Regions from separate parts of the Zea mays genome. Here regions 1 and 2 are each linked to region 3. Evidence: chromatin contacts called from public Hi-C data. All regions are on one chromosome and are shown on one strand. The core of a region is the stretch at or near the end of the contact, and the rest is flanking DNA. Distances in the headings are between cores, read along the strand shown.

Region 1 (3,893 bases), core at 28-2,527, 200 kb after region 3:
GGCTGCTTCGCGTGGGGATATTTTCCACCGCTGAGAGACCGGGCGCCGTTCCAGGTCAGGGGCAACGAAAAAATCATGGACTCGACAGGGGCACCGTTCCAGGCCGAGGGCAACAGGGCTTAACCGAACACCATTTTTTTATGGGTCGGGATTGTTTCCAGGAGGGGGTGATCCACGTGGATCGGGCTGTGATCCCGGCCGGGAAGGGTCTAACCGAACAGGCCCTTATTTGGTGGACTTTGGTGATAGCGAAACAAATCTTACGATATGTATGTTCACCAAGTCAAGTACGAGTTGGTCATGGTATAGAAGATTAGCTCATGTTAAAATGAAACAATCGAATAGATTATTTAGCTCGTGTTGAGCGAGCAAGGAGTACCAAACACATATCGTAGCAAGACTGCAAGAGTATGATGTCAACCATCAAGCCACTTAAGTTGTTCCCCGCGGAGTTGTTTGGACCAAATCATCAATTTGATGGCATGGTAGTGTATTGGATGGTATGAAATTAGCTGAGGTGGAGTATTGTAATTCGTCTAAAGACATGTATAAACATAAGCCCGTACATCGATTTTCATGTACAAGATATAAGTAAGAGATTGCATGATACAATGAGTTGTTTTTAAAATCATTCATATTATAAATGTAGTTTAGAGACAATATATACACAGAAAATCGAGTAGAGGCTGGCTATCCGAGAAGAGAAAGTCTCCTGTATTTTTGTCATTTAGTCTCTAAAGCAATGTTGTACATGTCTTAAAAAGGACTGCAATTTTAGTTACGAGACATGAGTTTGTCTAGATTCGTAGATAGAATTGGCAAGATAATGAAACTTTGGATATTGTAACGTGCTCGTTCTGTAAAAAGAAATGATATTATCATTAGCTGCCACCAGCCGTGAATCTCATACGTTGGGCTGTTGCATCAGGTAGGGTCATTGCTTCTCTGTCGGATGATACGAGTGACCCATCGAGGCCTGTTTTATTAGATCTGAAATCCTCTTCTGAGAAAAGTGGAGCTGCTAAACAGATCCTCGGCGCTCGCCATGATTTCACCGACGCCGCATCATGATGGTTTTGCACTGTTGAGCTCGTCGTCAGCGGAGGCGGACTCGCAAACCACCACCGGAGAAGATTGAGAAGGGTCCAACGGCAACGGCAACGAGACCAAGATCACCATAACGCCGTCCGTGATCCTACTTCCTACCCTACTGTTCCGTCCCACCCCACGGCGGCGTCCCTAGCTTAAACCCCGAACCATGTGGGCCTGGGACCCACGTCGCAGTCAAACAAGGCCCACCTATTAAACCCCAACAGCGTCCTTCCTCCCCTGCTCTCCCGTTTCTCTCTCTCTCTCAACCCCACGCCCCCTTCTCTGCCATTATTGCCCGCGCAGCCATCCTCTCTCTCTCTCCCTCCCGCTCAGTAATCAGTATATGGGGACGTCCTGCTCCTCGCTTCCTCATCCAATCCTCCCACTTCCTCTTCTTCCTCTCATCCTGCTTCCCCTCGCGTGCGCAGACACGAGCGCGCGTGTCCGTCACTCCCGTGCGTGCGATATCCTCCACCCGCCTCAGCCCGCTGTCCCCCTGCTCATCGCCCGATCGCCGCGACTTATACCACCATCAGCCAGCCACCACTCCCTCCTCAACATTCCGCTTCTCTAGTCCCGAACACCGGCCGGCACTCGTTAGGGGGAGGTGTGCCGGTGTGGGAGGTACTCTGCTAGCCGCCAGTACATGTGAGGTCCATGGGGGAGGAGGTGGCGGTGGTGCTGGAGCCCCCACGGCCCAAGTCGCCGCCGAGGTACCCGGACCTGTGCGGCCGCCGCCGGCTGCAGCTGGAGCTGCAGGCCCTCAACCGCGAGATCGACTTCCTCAAGGTGAGGCATCGCCGGCAGGACCGTTCCCTTTCTGTGATTCTGTCTCGTCCCCCTTTGACTTGCCCTAACTAAAAAAAAACTTTCAAAAAAAAAAAAAATCACCACCAGCTGCAGTAAGCATCCGATTCGTCGCGCGCTCTCGTTTTCTAGGAAACATGTGCAGCGTGTAGAAGGGGGGCCAGTACTAGCGTGTGCGTGTGGGGGAGATGCACTAGTTTAATGGCAGGTTGGTGTGCAAAATCTGATCGTTGGAGCACACCACGCCATTTATTTCGTCTTCGTTTGGGGATGAGAGCCTTAAAAATGCGGAGGGATGGAGGGAGGGAGGGCGGCGGATCCCGGCAGCTATTCCCGACGCGCGACAGGCTCGCCCAGCCCAGTTGCCCTCTTCGGGCGTGCCGCGGCTGTACCTCTTGTCCTCTTGGGCCGTGCGGTTCGGTTCCTTGGGAGAAAAGAGGGGACGGGGGCATGGGCAGTGCCGCAGACCGCAGTGGGCAGTGGCACTGGCGCGCTGCCCGTGTCAGAGCTGCGCGTGGAGCGGCGGGTGGGCGTGTCCCCCTTCCGTTCTTGCTCCGCGGACACGCACACGGCATGGCGTTCCTTCGTCAGGCACTAGCGCTATCATGAGTGTTCGTGCAGCAGAGGCAAAGGTGGTGCGCTGCACGGTGCACCGTACAGTACAGTACATGTACTACTGGTGTTTATGGGCTGGGCTGCCACAGTTTTGGGGCTTTCTATGTTCTGGACTAGATTTTGTGTTTTTTTTAATCAAGGGAAACGAGTGTCCTTTTGACGCCGTGCTCTGCTTTAAGGAGCAGATTTGCGACGCTATCCAGGTGAGTAAAGCACTTCATTTAATCTTTACTGGTCAAGTGTGCTTTGGTCTTCTTTTTATTTATATGATGTCCAAAGCACTGGAGGTAGCTGCAGGTGCAGTCAGTGAATGCCATGAATATAAACAGGCTAGTGGATTGATGGTTTCAGTGTTCGCCACCGTAAAATTTATTTTTCCCACAGAACATTTTTAGTTAAACTGTCCTCATTCTCTTTTGAAAATGCCCCGCACAACGAGTCTACACATCAGATATTGTTGGTTTGGGGCAAATAACAAATAGCTATGCATAATTCCAAATATTTAGCGTTCCTTTCACATTATTTCTCATGGGTGATCAGGCTTACAGTCTGCAACCATGTTTCCTTGGTACCACTTTCACGAGTAGCATACGTCCAAAAAAAAATCGTGTAAAATAGTGGATTTGCACGGTATATTACATTGTTTACATAGGAAGTTTTAAATAGGAGATGAGATAGAGATGGGAGAGGATAGCTGCTGGAGACCGCCTAAAAACTGCATTTATTTGACATCAGTATGATTTTTGCAGGACGAGCTACAATCACTCGAAGGTGTTCCACCAGTCTCTAGAAGTTGTAAAGAGTATGCACTGTTGCCCTTCCTGCATTGCATGTACTCTTTCCTTGGCATCTATTGCAAATGCCGTGTTTATGATGAAATCTTGGTTTCATGTCAAATGAAGATTGATTTTATTATCATTATTATTCATCATTCTGTCACTTATATCTTGCCACAACAAATTGTTATTGGTTAATTGTACTTCAACCCAATTCTATATCAGTATGGTCTTTGGAGGCATTGTTCTATGCACTTATAAGTATTCAGCAAACAACCCCACACAGACCAGTGTTTGGTACATGGTTTTGCATTGAATGTCCTTTTTTAGCTAGTGGCTCAGTTTGTGATCCATTCCAACATTTTCGCTCCTACTTCCGGGAGGCCTGAAGTACTGACTGATAATATTTTGGTTACCATATTTACTACATTTGGCCAAAAGATCAAATTAATAGTTTGCTAGGGCTTGTTTGACATGTCTTTGCTGGAACCGGGGAGTACTTGAGGAGGACCCACAAATTGCAGATCCTCGAGACCAAAAAAAAAAAATCTTGCTCCAGCTCCGGCTCCTCTGCTATCACTAGAAAACAGCTCCTCCTCCTAA
Region 2 (3,689 bases), core at 415-2,914, 160 kb before region 3:
ATCTCGCCAACGAACGGCTGACCGACCGACCCACCGGTAGCAGAAGAACGTTTCTTGCTAACTTCGTCACCAGCAGTAGTAGTAGTAGAGCAGTAAAGTGAGTAGAGTACCCGACGGTAAGTTATCCTTCACCTTAACCTGAAGCTACGACCTGCACCATCCGTGAATCTCGTGCACTGCACCTTCTTGTCGGGCAACATTCATCACATCTCCAGCTTCGCTGTTGTCGCTTCTTGGCCCAGCCCCAGCCAAGGTTTTTCCACCCCAGCTCCAGCCGCCTGCTTGGACGCCTCGACGCCAACAACAGAGCTGTTGACTTGTTGGTATGGCGCCTTTGCAGTTATCCTGGAACTCGAATGAAAACACACACACACACAAAGTATGTCAGGACTTGATTCTGAATGCAACTGTTCTCCATCACTGAAAACCCGAGAGAAAAGAAAAGCATATGAACGACCACTCCGTTACCTGTCCTTTCTCTTCTCAAGAAACCTGTGGAGCGAATTCCTCCTCGCAATCGGCAGATCTGTCGCACAGCACAAAAAAAAAGGCACTTGTGTAACCGACAAGTACTCGTGTTGCCGTTGCCGACGCCATGGTAGAACTGCAAGAGCAGACAGGCTTTACCAGAGAGGCTGTCGTGTGAAGGCCTATGCAGGCTCCGCGTAGGGACAGTGGCACCGCCTGCCCTGTCCACGCCGTCGCCGCCAGGGCTCATGATCTGCAGCAGGTCCTCGACCTTGGCGGAGGGGAACATGTCGAAGACGACCACTCTGCCGCCGTAGAAGATGGTCAGCTGCTGCGCCTCCTCCTCCTCCTCTCCGGCTGCCTCCTCCCTACAGGAACCAAAACGCCTCTCTTTTTAAACTGTATTCGACAAGAACGACATGTCACACTCACACCTTGCTGTTATTCCTTCCTTTTTCTTTTGAACCCGAGCGTGCAGTGTTGTTCTTCCGGTTAATTAATTCAAGGCACACGACCTTGCTTCCTTCCTTCCTTCGTCATCAATATATATACCTTGGATTTCCGCCGGTGCATTTGTCCTGGTGTTTTGGCTCCCCGGCGGTGGCCTTCTCGCTGCGCTCCTCGGCCGGCGCGTCGTCGAGAGCTGACAGCAAGTTCATGGTGGTCGGCGGCCGGAAAGCTCCTTCTCCTGCGACGATGGGAAGAGCGCGATCGATGTGCGATAAGCAGAACGGTATTGTTCATTGACGGTAGTGTTAGTGTCTACGGGGAAGCTAGCTTATTCGTGCATGGCAGTGTGGCACTTAACGGACAGGAGCGGATCGCACGACGAAAGAACTGTTGCCCTTACCAGCTGCCGGCGCCATGGCGAGGGCACCAAGGCCCTGCAGCAGGCCGCCCTTCTTCTCCTTGACGTACTGGCTCAGCAGGCTGCACGTGGTGGCAAAGCTGGTCTTGTCCATCGCCGTCGCCGGCGCACTTCCAGCCATGGCCGCGCGCGGCGCCCTTATCTTCTCGTCTCCTTCCCGGCCCGTCCACTCCCAGCAGCTCACCGGGAAGCAGGGACAAGCAATAACCAGAGACGCCTCTCCCGGCCCCCTCCAACTCGCAGCTTCCTCCCCGCTTCCTCTGCTTATATCAGTTTATTATTATCACAGGGATCCAGAGCCTCCGGCAAGCTCTCGCGTAGTACACTTCTCCTCCCCTCGCCTCGCGAATGGCCTTTGCGCCTTTATTAATAATAGCGCGTGTGCCAAGGAAACGGCGAGTGTGGGGGGGGCCACGGAGAAAATGGCCTTTGCGACTAGGCCGCCTTTCGCCTCGCATGAAAAACGTGGCTGCCGCCGGAACGGAGGATGGTGGTCCTCGGGGAACGGGAATGTGGGAGAGCGACGGGTCCGAGGGGCCGCGGTGGCGACGTGATCGGACGGAGGAGGAGGAGGAGGAGGAGGAGGAGGGGCAGGCGAGCGAGAGGGACGCCCCGACGGGAAGGCGTGGTAGCGACACGTGATCTGGGAGGAGGGGCGCGCGCGCCGGGGACGATGAGAGGACGCGACGATGGCAGCGACGGGTGTGGTACTGGCAATGGCCACATCGAGAAGACGGGACGCGCCACCTCAGGACAGCGGTGTACCGCGTGTTGCCTGTGCCGTGTACGTCACGCCGCGGTATACGCTTGCGACGGTTCTACTATATATACAGTGTAGTTGCTATAGACAACTGAAGTTACCTCTAATTCGGTAAGTTTCTTTTTTTCATTCAAATAGGGAGACGGTCGAAGGTTTCAGACCGTGGATGAACAGTTACACTGAACTGTGGTACACAGCCAGGGCCAGAACTTTGGTTTGCGACGATGCCACGACGATTGTTGGTTTTCTTAGACTAGCTAGCTAGCTAGCTACCATTAGACAGGCCCGGCCCGCCTACATTGGGCCTGTTTGTTTGGGCTTCTGGCAGCTTCTGGCTACCAAAAGCTGCTGCGGATTGCCAAACGCTCAGCTTTTCAGTCAGCTTCTATAAAATTTGTTGGAGCAAAAAACATCCAAAATCAATATAAACACATAATCGGTTGAGTCGTTGTAATAGTAGGAATCCGTCACTTTCTAGATCCTGAGCCGTATGAACAACTTTATCTTCCTCCACACGTAATCGTAATGATACCCAGATTCTCTTCACAGCCAGATTCTCCACACAGTCAGATTTTTATAAAAGCTGGTCAGAAAAAAGTTGAACCAAACATGTGTTAGGATTTATGGGCTTGGCCCAATTAAGAATTTCTAATAATTCCAGGAAAATCTCAAAAGCCCATATAAGTGGATGGCAAAGGGATAGGTGGAACCAATAGCACCATATTGCTAGCTCTTGTGGAGTAGAGCTAGCTTAAATATGGAAGCCACACTCACTCACCAAGTCATGGATGAGAGGAGAGAGTGTGGAGAGCCACACGCGCGCGCGCTCGCTCGCCTGGCCTGGCCTGGCCGGGCCGGGGCGGGGCGGGGCGGGGCGAAGGGCGCGGGCGCACGACATGCGCGTGAATGGTCCGCCGAAATCCGGCCCCTCGCCTTGCGGGGGCGCGACTACCTTTTGCCGTTTGATTTTTTGGTTTCTTGGCTGTTACGCTTATCCTAACCGATCGCTATAAAATCTCAACTGATTGCGAGATTTTCGTGGGCGGATAAGCACAGGGGGTCGCGGACTTGGCCCTATAAAAGGAGCCCGGCAGCCAGCCTCCAAATCATCCCAGATCCCAGTTCACTTTCGCCTCTCTTCATAGCTGAGCCGCCTTTTAGTTCCCTTCGTCCCGACCGCAGAGGTGCATCTGCGATCAGGAGAGCAGGTCTCCGGAACCCTTCGTCTTCTAGATCCTGCACCGAGAGAGGGCGAATAAGGTTTTTGGGAAGCGTCTTCACGCGACTGCTCGTGATCTGCTGACCTCGTCGACCCAGCTGATCCTGGCGCGCGCCAACAATCAGTAAGTCTAATCAGTACGCATCATCTGATTTGGCTTTTATTTCAGTTCTTCTGATTTGGTCATGATTTATATTCGGAATTTAATTTGGAATTTGTCTAATTATTCAACAATCCAAAAACCTTATTGTAGACAATTTCCTAGTTTTTCTATGGCTGCTTTTGCCGATGCGCTCAAGCCAGAAAAGTTCAATGGTATGCACTTTAAGAGATGGCAAGTCAAGGCCACGCTCTGGCTTACTGCTATGAATGTC
Region 3 (3,602 bases), core at 343-2,842:
TGCACATAGGAATCAAAACCAGATTTCACTTGAACTCATATGATCACAGCAAGGTTAACAAGTCATCCGATTAAACACGATTAGGAGCTTATGCACTACATTAAGTCACAATTTAGCCATGATTAATCAGGCTGATTCAGCAAGGTTATCAAATCATCCAACTAAAATATTGTCATTCAACTATCTTCACTAAAGGTTAATATCTTAGACATATGGTCTGGTGATACAGTACCAACTGACCTAGTCAATAGTGCTGCCTGTACATATGAGAATGACATGTTTTAGGAAAAGTTGCAGTTATAACAGATAAGGAAACAGTAACGAAACCTTATAGATGGTAAGGTAGTATATATAAAAAAACATCCTAAAACAGAAACACAAAGATGTGATGTGAAGCGTGAACTCAATGATGATACTTTTGGTGAGCACAATACATGACTTGCAGTTTGTAGACAATGCACTAGAAGCAATCAAGCAACTATGATCCATTCCTACCTGAACCTCACCGATCCCTTCAGGAAGAATTTTCCCCATCTCAAGTGACACAAGCCTGCCAAGGTGATGGAGCTTTGCTCTCAGTGCATCACCGATTTGCCTAACGATCTCTCCTCGCTTTGGAGCAGGAATCTGCACAAATTGGCAATGACGTTATGATTTATGAGCACATTGCTACGAGTAAAATTCAGAATCAAATCACTTGATGGACGGAATAAGTTTTTGGATATGCTACCCAGTCCCAGCAATGAACTTGCGGTGTCAGAGTACCTTGTAGATATATAAGAAAAACAGAGTCCAAAATCTGATAAACCCAAGCATGCATGAAGTCTGAGACTGCAGTATACATTCTAGTTCACAGATACAGACCGTACACCAGAGATCTGCGTTACTGGATCAGATCGAGAACCCATATCACATCATCGTATCACAATCTGGAATGCAAACTTCCCTGGAAACTCATCAAACTCATAAAGGACCGACAATTGCGAAAGTAGCGTTTCCAAATTCCAACCCCAAGGGGAGTGAAAGTGAAAACAAAACACATTTCCTCGCAGTTAAAATCCACAGGCAGTAGCGACTACCAAACCACAAATGCCAGCATTCCATCACCCACCCGCGCGAGCTGCTATGGCTACGAGCGCTGCAAGTCGGTGGAACTCACCGCCATCCATGTCTTGGCGGCATCGAAGCAGGCGCGCATGCCCTCCTCGTAGTCGTGCACGGACGCCTCCACGACCTCTGCGATGACCTAGAACACAGATAGCCACGCACCCAACAAAAACAAACACTCGATCAAAAACCCACCACACAAACAAACACGGAACAGGCGGAGCGGCGAAACCGAGCAGATCGGGCCGTGCAGGGACGCACCTGATTGTTGGTCGGGCTCGTGGAGGTGACGGTGGGACCTGAGCCGCCCCACGCACCGCATGCGAACGCGCCTGGGTTGCGCTGCGCGAGGCCGAGCTCGGCTAGGAACTGGTGCTCCTCCTTCGCGAAGGCCCCCATGGTGTCGGCGTTGGTAGGTGATGCGGGGGGTAGGGAAGCGGAAGGCGGGGAGCGGATGTGGTGGGGGACTGAGACTGAGGTGTATTTGTAGAAGGAGGTGGAGTGGGGACTGTGAACTGCTCCGGGAAGGCGATGGAGCCCGGGCCCGGCGCGGAGGAGTGGTACGGTTGGACGGGCTTCCCGTTTGGCGTTTGTTTGTTCACGGGACAGAGGGGGGAGTCTGGGACGAGACGAAAAAGCGTGGGATTTGTTACTTGGTGAAAGATAATTTTATAGTTTTGTTATATTATCATTGGACGCCAGCTTTGATGGTGCACGTTTTGTGTTTTGGCATTCACGGACGGCCCGACCCGACGCTGGCATGACATGGTGCCAAAGATGGAGATGACAGTCGAGAGATGTAACAAGAACGCTGGGCTGTGAATAATGACAGTGTGAGTGTGTGACGAGTGAGCCGTAGATCGTAGGGATTGTGATTCACATCTCACAGTCACAGGGACGTGGCGTGCGAGCCCGCGCGCGCGTCCAATGCTATCATCGTCTATGACAAATCTCGCGGACCCGTGCTTAACTTGGCATTCGCCTCCGTGGCTCCGTCCAACATCTATGGATGACGACGAGCCAGGACGAAAGCAGGAGCTTCAGCTTTCAGGTCCATCCGAGTTGGATGCGCTACAGTTTGCTCAAGCAAAAGGGACAGCGTTTGTGTTGTTCTGAGCTTCTTTACGATAGCTCCCGCGGGCGTGTATACAACGACACTCTTTCCTCGGAGACAACATGGTAAACAGTTCATTCCTTAAATTTGAGTATGATTTCATTCTTTATATTAGTATTAATATTAACTACATAACTATAAGAATTCTATTCCACAGACTATAAAAAAAGTGAGAAGATAATGGACGAGCTCATTTCTTAAACCAAACATTTTATTTAAGATCGAAGATAAACTAGCATGTAGTATCCACGGGCTCTACATAAAAGAGAGCCACGACATACACGTACGTCCTCTTTGTCCGTGTTCCGTTTTCGTTCTTCCTTCTTCGTTCTCATCTGCACGACCACCGTGGCGCCATGCTATCCTACTGTGCTGCCGGTCCAAGGTACCTACCCATGATCAGTTAGTATTTATTTAGCTTAACACATTTACTTTACGATAAAATTCAGAATAAATCTTAAAGACCCTCTCTCTATATAAAAAGTAGGAGATAAAGTCAACTTGAATAGCTTGAGGGAGAAAGCTAAAGCCTCATGCAGCACATTTCATATTTTTTCATGAATTGTGATTGGCATCCATTTTGTTTATGTCTTTTTTATCGTTTTTTTAATAATAATCCGACTTTGTCTTGCATGACAAGTTCGAAACTGAATCGATCAGATCATGGAGATCGTAACCGAGTCGCTTTGCTCCTTTTCACGTGAGATTGTCATAAGTTTAGTTCCCTGTGTAATAAAGAGGGTCTTCTCATCCAAAAGGCAAGTCTCATCCAAAAGGAAAAAAAAAACCAACCTTACCGATTTAGAATTTTAGACGAGGGGGCCTTTGGTGGATAATACCTAGTGTATACTCACTCACACGTCGTACCTAGTGTATCCGTAATGTATACACTGGTGGATACAATAGTGTTGCCCTACGATTATAGATGTTCAATAAGCACGAGGCCCGCGAGCCCGGCACGAAGCCCGCTGTTTGGGCCCGGTCTGAGCCCGACACGGCCCGGGCTGGCCCGGCACGAATAAGCGGACCGGGCTTGGACAGGAAACTAGGCACGGCGGGCTAGCTCGGTACGGCCCGTTTACCTCTAAGCACGTTAAGCCCGCTTTTGGCCCGCTTTTTTCGTGCTAAACGGGTCGACCCGGCCCGTTTAGGCCCGCTGCGGGCTGGGCTTAGACAGAGAATCAAGCCCGCGGGCTTAGCAGGCTCGGCCCGGTTTTCTAACCGTACCTGGCGGACCGGGTTTCACCAGGCCCGGGCCGGCCCGGACCAGGCGGCCCGTTTGGCCATCTCTACCTACGATACGAGTGAGGCCACAAGTGACGGATCGAGAAATTACCGAAGCACCAAACTAAAGTTAATATGACAATAGGATAACAAAATA

What was found. A called contact is a pair of places that touch in the nucleus more often than the background predicts.
Region 1: a contact with region 3 is called in a Hi-C map of tassel, with 2.1 times the contacts expected there. The contact joins the promoter of LOC103647464 here to the promoter of LOC100282748 in region 3. A contact is called at or near these places in 3 of 25 Hi-C or Micro-C datasets (ear, endosperm and tassel).
Region 2: a Hi-C map of leaf shows a contact between it and region 3, with 4 times the contacts expected there. The contact joins the promoter of LOC100191257 here to the promoter of LOC100282748 in region 3. A contact is called at or near these places in 2 of 25 Hi-C or Micro-C datasets (ear and leaf).

What each region holds. Positions count from the first base shown.
Region 1 is chr2:189,400,714-189,404,606 of Zm-B73-REFERENCE-NAM-5.0, forward strand. LOC103647464 (keratin-associated protein 5-4) reads left to right here and starts at 1,278. Exons shown (of 5, transcript XM_008672002.4): 1 at 1,278-1,881; 2 at 3,264-3,316. The coding sequence starts at 1,750.
Region 2 is chr2:189,039,439-189,043,127 of Zm-B73-REFERENCE-NAM-5.0, forward strand. LOC100191257 reads right to left here and starts at 1,665. Exons shown (of 5, transcript NM_001136691.1): 1 at 1,319-1,665; 2 at 1,021-1,156; 3 at 628-836; 4 at 469-526; 5 at 1-345. The coding sequence starts at 1,457. The coding sequence ends at 204.
Region 3 is chr2:189,201,492-189,205,093 of Zm-B73-REFERENCE-NAM-5.0, forward strand. LOC100282748 (aldehyde dehydrogenase family 7 member A1) reads right to left here and starts at 1,593. Exons shown (of 14, transcript NM_001155654.2): 1 at 1,369-1,593; 2 at 1,160-1,246; 3 at 496-627. The coding sequence starts at 1,506.